Linked DNA regions of Pan troglodytes: region 2 is linked to region 1. A link is a contact called in public Hi-C data. All regions are on one chromosome and are shown on one strand. Each heading gives the region's core, a stretch centred on a gene start, on an enhancer-like site or on the middle of the called end of the contact. The rest is flanking DNA. Distances are from core to core; before and after follow the strand shown. Region 1 holds the start of PDGFC (platelet derived growth factor C). Region 2 holds the start of GRIA2 (glutamate ionotropic receptor AMPA type subunit 2).

Region 1 (3,511 bases), core at 441-2,940:
AGGCATGCCCTTTATTTAAGTCCCATTATGTTGTTAAAATTGGGAATAACCCTTCACCCTCACAAATTTACAAAATATTTTTGGAACACATTATGCAAATATGGAGTCACACTGGTGTTGTGGAGCTGCTAACTCGAATAAAATACCATACTTGATAAAAAACCTTCTGTCCACTAAACTGTAAATCCCTTAAAGTCAAAGATCAGGCCTTAATTGCCTTTAGTGTATATTTAGTACTCTGTAGATAGAAGTGGTAAAGGGATAAGAATGAATGAATGAGACAGGCGGGTGAAATTTTCAAGAATGAGACAGATGGGTGAAGTTTTCAAAGGTTTCTAAAAGGGAAAAACAAGAAGACTAGGATATTCCAAGCAGAAAGGTCTGGTTGGTTGGCCCCAGTTGGTGTTCGCGTATAAGAAGAGGGCTTGGCATTTTCCTCACCACTGAAGAAGGATCAGCCCCTGGTTTGGTCCAGTAAGAATATGTTCTTGCCCAAATGCCACTCCTTAGTTTCAGGGACATTGCTATTTTGGTTTTCTGTTCCAGCCCAAGTGTTCTTGATGGTCGAATTGTTTGCATTGACTTTTTTTCCACAAGAAGTTGGGTGATATTGCTGATTTGCCTGCCATGGCACTTCCTTGTTTCCATTTTGATTATTACTCAAAAATAGCTTCATTTTAAAATTCAACTTTTCTGACTCTCTGCTTGTGCCTTTAACACATTGACAATGATTTTCTGCTTCTCCCCAAAGAAAGCACGTTGGATCCTGTCACAGACATATTTAGCAGACATGGAACCACCATAAGCCCTGCTTGGCATGTGTGTTTCATTTCAGACTACCTCATGAGAACTTTAGGTCTTAAAGCATCGGCCTCTCTCTCCAAGTCAGCCTGAACACAAGCCACATACAGATTTCAGTTCTTTCTTGACCTTTTTGGTGTAAATGTAAACAATTCTATCACCAGGGGTTCAGGGCAGCCTAGTTTTGTTAGAGGCTGTATTGTAGGAAAGTCCAAGGTTGCAGGATCATTCTGAGTCCCTTAGACATCATTCTCAGAAGAGCTTGCTATTAGCTTAATGCTGCCCAACTACTACGTATGCTTCACGAGGGCAGGGACTTTTGTCTGTTTTCACTGCTGCGGCTCCAACCTCTAAACAGTGCCCGACATAGTAGGCATTCAGTAAATATAGTACTTGTTAAATGAATGTTATTTTGGCTGCCTTTACTTTTGCTTTATCTGTCCTGCTTTAGGGAGCTGGAAATTGGAGGAAAGCCTTTGAATTCATTTCCCTTCTTCCTTCTGTTCTGAAACTCTGGCCAAGGGTCCCAGCAAAGACCTTAGGGAGTGGGGAGCCCTCCTGGAAACTAATGACAAGTCAGGCGACAGGGGGCGGGAGAAGGAGAGCTGCAGGAAGTTCTTTCCCACTTCTTGCTTCTGCAGCACCCTTCACCACCCATCGTGCTCTGTATTTGGGGTTAGAGGTGTTCCGTGGAAGGGAAAGCAGGGGCCGCCTTGGCCGCGTTCCTCTCCTGGGCCACCGGGGTCTTGCCCACAGCGAGTCCCGCAGCACCCCCTGTCTGCGCAGCACCTGTTGACAGCCAGTGGGCGGCCAAGCCCGCTCGCGCGGACGCGTCCCAGGGCTGCCCCTCCCAGAGGCGCTGACCCCCGCCCGCCCCATCGGCCGCCTGCGGGAGAGCCGCTGAGCCGCCCCCGCTCGCCAGGCGCGCGCTCCGCCCGGGCTCGGCCCACGGCCCCCACCTCCTGTCTGCCGCCCGGCGGGGGGAAGGTAGAAAAGGGGAGGGGACAAGCCGGATCCTCCCGGCCGCCCCGGCCTTCCCTCTTCACCCCGTGCGGAGACGCCGCGCGTAGCCCCGAGGTTAGCGCGGAGCCCGAGGCGTGGGGGGAGGGGACGGGGAACAACCGGAGCCCCGCGGTGACCCCGGGCGGCCGAATTGCCCCAGGCTTTGAGGAGCGGGGGACGAGCCCGAACAAGGTGAACTTTGGTCGCGGAAAACTCAAGCCAGGTGCCGGAATCCGTGCTGCGGCGCTCCGAACCCGGGGCCAACTGCGCTCCGGGCTGAGGAGCGGGAGCCCCGCGGCCTCTCTCCGCCTGCGCCCGGGCCGCCGTCGGCCCGGAGCCCCCCGGCCCCGCTCCGGCGCCCCGGCCCGTGGGACACGCCGCGGCGCCCTCGCCTTGTTTCTTCCCCCTCCCCCTTCGGGGGTGGGGGGTGGGGCGGGGGAGAGGGGCGCCCGGAGAGCCGCATCTATTGGCAGCTTTGTTATTGATCAGAAACTGCTCGCCGCCGACTTGGCTTCCAGTCTGGCTGCGGGCAACCCTTGAGTTTTCGCCTCTGTCCTGTCCCCCGAACTGACAGGTGCTCCCAGCAACTTGCTGGGGACTTCTCGCCGCTCCCCCGCGTCCCCACCCCCTCATTCCTCCCTCGCCTTCACCCCCACCCCCACCACTTCGCCACAGCTCAGGATTTGTTTAAACCTTGGGAAACTGGTTCAGGTCCAGGTTTTGCTTTGATCCTTTTCAAAAACTGGAGACACAGAAGAGGGCTCTAGGAAAAAGTTTTGGATGGGATTATGTGGAAACTACCCTGCGATTCTCTGCTGCCAGAGCAGGCTCGGCGCTTCCACCCCAGTGCAGCCTTCCCCTGGCGGTGGTGAAAGAGACTCGGGAGTCGCTGCTTCCAAAGTGCCCGCCGTGAGTGAGCTCTCACCCCAGTCAGCCAAATGAGCCTCTTCGGGCTTCTCCTGCTGACATCTGCCCTGGCCGGCCAGAGACAGGGGACTCAGGCGGAATCCAACCTGAGTAGTAAATTCCAGTTTTCCAGCAACAAGGAACAGAACGGTGAGTCTTTCCCCCATTCTCCCCCTGCTTGTTTCTCGCTGTGTGTGTTAACGTTGGCATTGTGCGTTGGTATGTGATGTATACCAGACTGTGAAGGTATCGTTGGTCTCTCTTTACATGCAAATGTGCGCTGCGTTCATTGGCATGGACTGTTAAAGGTTAAGTGTAGTTTGCAACTTCGGGAGCTGCCACAAAGCTCCAAGAGGGCAACGTGAGTGCCATTGCAGAGTGAGGACATTCTGGGAGCGATTGTGAACGTCATTTCAAATGCACATTGCAGGTTCGCTCATTGCCAAAGTTAGAAGTTCAAGAACTGCCTCTAAAAACGAATCCAAAATGAATGAGCCTTGGCATGTTTGACTTTACTCAGATTTGGGGAGGGCGAGGGGGGTCGGTCAGGGAATGTATCAGCCGCATTAATTGAAGCATTCTAGGTCGAAGTCATCAATTAATCAATGAGTAGATAGGAAATATAGAGGTCAAGAGGCTGTGTGGTCGTTTTTAGAGGAATTAAAAAGTGTATTTCTCTTGCTCCCTAGTTTTTTGTTTTTTAAACTTGCCTTTGTACTCTGAAGTCCTTACCTTTCTGGTGGTGTGTTTTTGTATGTGTTGGTGAATGACTGCTATTTTGTGTGTGCTGGAAACGACTTAA
Region 2 (3,285 bases), core at 648-3,147, 250 kb before region 1:
CGCCTCCCCGCCCCACCCCCACGCCACCCGGCCGGCCTGAGCCTGCGTCAGCCCCGCTCCTCGCCCCTCGGGTGGGCGTTATGTAACAGCCCCGATCCCAACTCCGGAACCATTTCAACAACTTGTCCCAAAGAGGAGAACGTGGAGCTCGCGAGGGCCGCAGGGTGAGCCCAGCCGGTGCTGCGGATCTAAACTGGGGACAGCGGGCGACAGCGGCAGCTGCTGGGGCAGGAGGCCACTGGGCTCCGGCAGTCCCTCGTGGGATTTGTCCAACAGCCCGACTGCGCGCCCTGGGGAACAACGTGTTCTCTGTGGGCAGGGTGCCAACAGGCGCTCGATGGGGAGCGAGGTGGGAGGGCTTCTCCTGAAGCACTCAAGATGAGCGAAAACCCCTTGAACCCAAGAAAGCCGCCCTCCCTGGCTCCAACCCTCACCCCGGCTCCCTAATGCGCACACTCTTGACGTCCTTTCCCTCTCTCTTCAGCCCTCTCCAGCCAGCGGGGGTCCCTGAGATTACAGCCACCTTCTCTCTACACCGTCACACGCACGCGCGTGTGCAGTCATTCACACCCACACACTGACACACAGAAACACGCACACACACAACCCCAGAAACGCACACACACACACTCGCTGGCCTTCCGCGTGCAGCACCCGAAAGGCATGAATATTCATTACTTACAAGCATTAGTGACTGCGAAGCTGTTTGCCACCTCCAAATTGTCGATGTGGGGTGTCAGTCTGAACTCCGAAGTGGAAAACTGAACCATCCCTACTCGAAATGCACTGTATTCTTGATCGGCGCCCCTAGGAAATAGCCCCCCTGCAAAGAACAAACAGCAAGCAAGAGAACAGTGTCAGTGCCCGGGAGGGAAAGGAGGGGCGCGCGCTAGCGCCCAACAATCCAAGAGTCTCTTATTCACGCGAATAGGCCGAATAAACACACCTACGGACTCGGACAGCGGGGGTGGAATATCCAAAAGGTAGCCAAGGGGTCAAGACCCAGATGAGAGTCTGAAGGCGAGGTAGGTGGCCAGAAACCTTCACCTTTCCATGTAATCACAAGCTTTGCATTCAGACCCAAAGAAAATCTGAGCAAACTGGAAAATGTCGCTAAGGCAGAATTAATAAAATTTGGGGATCCGAAATGAGAGGACCTTTTCTTCTATTGTATCAAAGGCATAGTCTTTTCCTTTTGCTTCATCCTAAGAAAAACATGTATATTCTAGGTAGTTTAAATCTGGAATGCAGTCAAGGTATGACATAAGTCTACATGACATGAATTAATTTGTACACTGTGAACAAAGATTACCACCAAATTATGCACAATTCAAAAGCATAGCACAAAGGGTACCTACCTATCTGTATGCTGTTAGAAGAGACACCAAAAATCAGTCCCCATAAAACAGGAGAAAGGAGGACAGAAATATGCATAATCTTTTGCATTTCCAAGAAAAGTAGAGCATCCACAATATACCCCTTTTTTTTTCCTTTTCCTCCTCTTCCTTCTTTGGCTGTTTTCCTCTGCAAATTAGATCCTCTGCATTTTGAGACAGCAATTTAGCACCAAGCTGCTAAAACCTGAAGTGGAGGCAGAAGAATCCCTATTTCCCAGGTCCTGCTGGTGGCTGCTGATGCCCTGCGCCCTGTCCCCGCTCCAGAAGTCCGGAGGACTGGCTGAATGCAGTTTTCAGCGGAGCTGCCGCTGTGGTCCCAGTGTCTCGGAATATTCAGCACCCTCCCATGCACTCACACACACTCACCCTCTCTCGCGCTCTCTTCTCCCTCTCTCCTCTCTCACTCACGCGCGCGCGCACACACACACACATACACACACGCACACACACCGGCAAGTCACAGAGAGGGGCAGGCAGTCCCGGGCGCGCGTGCGCGACTCGCGGCAGGAGGCGGGAGCGCGCGCCCCCTCCCCCGCACGGCGCCCGGCACCCCGCACCGCCGTGGACGCGTCGCGTGCGCGGCGCTGAGAAAGCACAGCTCGGGGCCCGTAGCCGCTGTCCCTCCGCGAGACCTCGGGTCTCTGGGGCTGTCGCGCCCACCGCGCGCCTCGGCCTTTCAGCACCGAGGACAGCGCCTCGCTCCCCGCCCGGAGCTACCTTCGTGCGGCTGTTGCAGCTGCTGCGGAGATGCTCCAACCTGGACCAAATGCAGCAAAGCTGATCTCTGGCTGCTGTGTAGAAGCCGAATTGCTAATTGTTGGCGGCGAAGCGTCCTCTCACCAGGCCCTGCTGTCTTACGTTACAAATAATTTTGATTTTTATCTTCCATCTCCTGTGAAAACCCATTTAGCAATACAGAAGCCCTGTCATCCTCCTCACCTGACCCAGCCGAATGCAAACAAGCAAGCAAAGCACCGTGGAGGAAATATTCCAAAATTGTGCACTTGGGCTTCATGGGATGTAGCCAGGATCCAGGGAGAACCCCAAGTTATATCTTTAAATGCTTAAGCCGCACAAGAGATCAAGATGGAATCTTTTAAATATTTTGCATGAAAATCCCATCTTTAGAGTATATTCCATTGGGCTGTGATGCTGACTCGCCTAGTTACAGAGCGCACGGGTCTTTCTCGCAGCTTTCACTGCAATCCCTCCCGTTGTAGAGTCATGTAGACTTGGTTTCCTAGAAGCCCTTGCTTTATACAGATTGAAAGCAAGAGACTCTGGTTTAAGGAAAGGCTATTAGAGGAAAGTGATTAGAAGATGAAGCTAGTGTAGGAATGCCACAGAGATGCAGATTCTTTCCCAGAGACTTACTTAGAAATCTGTTTCCCCATCGCGTTTTGGCCCTGGGTTTCGAAAAATCACTGCCTAAAGAAAGTAAGCCACCACGCTCTACTGAACACGCGGGCCACTGGGAAAGAAAGATGAGGTTAGATATTAAAAGTTTGAAGGGAGAGAATTGATGGCGAGATGGATGACTGGACTTCCCGTGTGAAATTTATGTTCTTCATGGTGCTTTTTCCAAGCTCATTCCTGGAAACCTGCTCTGACAATTCCCTCTGCGGACTCAGAAAAGCCCCACCAAGTTGCATGTCTTTAGTGCTTTAAACAAATAAAGAAAGATTGAGAACAAGGAACTGTTTCCAGGAAGAGGGAGACTGGAGCTTACAGTACTAAAAAGAGAACTGCTAGTGTTCCAAAATGCCATGAGTCTATCAGGCTGCCTTCTTGTGCTTGCAGCTTCATTGCTGACTGGATTATCTTATGCTTGCTTCTTAATCACATTGGCCTCAATTTCCCCATTTTAAAAATGATGATAAGCAAAGTG

Evidence for each region. Hi-C and Micro-C count contacts between places; a contact is called where the count stands out from the background.
Region 2: a contact with region 1 is called in a Hi-C map of stem cell-derived neural progenitor cells, with 4 times the contacts expected there. The contact joins the promoter of GRIA2 here to the promoter of PDGFC in region 1. A contact is called at or near these places in 1 of 7 Hi-C or Micro-C datasets (stem cell-derived neural progenitor cells), 1 of 1 datasets of contacts at active chromatin or transcription factors (stem cell-derived excitatory neurons) and 1 of 1 other capture datasets (stem cell-derived neural stem cells).

What each region holds. Positions count from the first base shown.
Region 1 is chr3:158,771,903-158,775,413 of NHGRI_mPanTro3-v2.0_pri, reverse strand. PDGFC (platelet derived growth factor C) reads left to right here and starts at 1,690. Exons shown (of 7, transcript XM_063809961.1): 1 at 1,690-1,878; 2 at 2,626-2,859. The coding sequence starts at 2,742.
Region 2 is chr3:159,021,889-159,025,173 of NHGRI_mPanTro3-v2.0_pri, reverse strand. GRIA2 (glutamate ionotropic receptor AMPA type subunit 2) reads right to left here and starts at 1,897. Exons shown (of 16, transcript NM_001184995.4): 1 at 1,359-1,897; 2 at 683-823. The coding sequence starts at 1,446.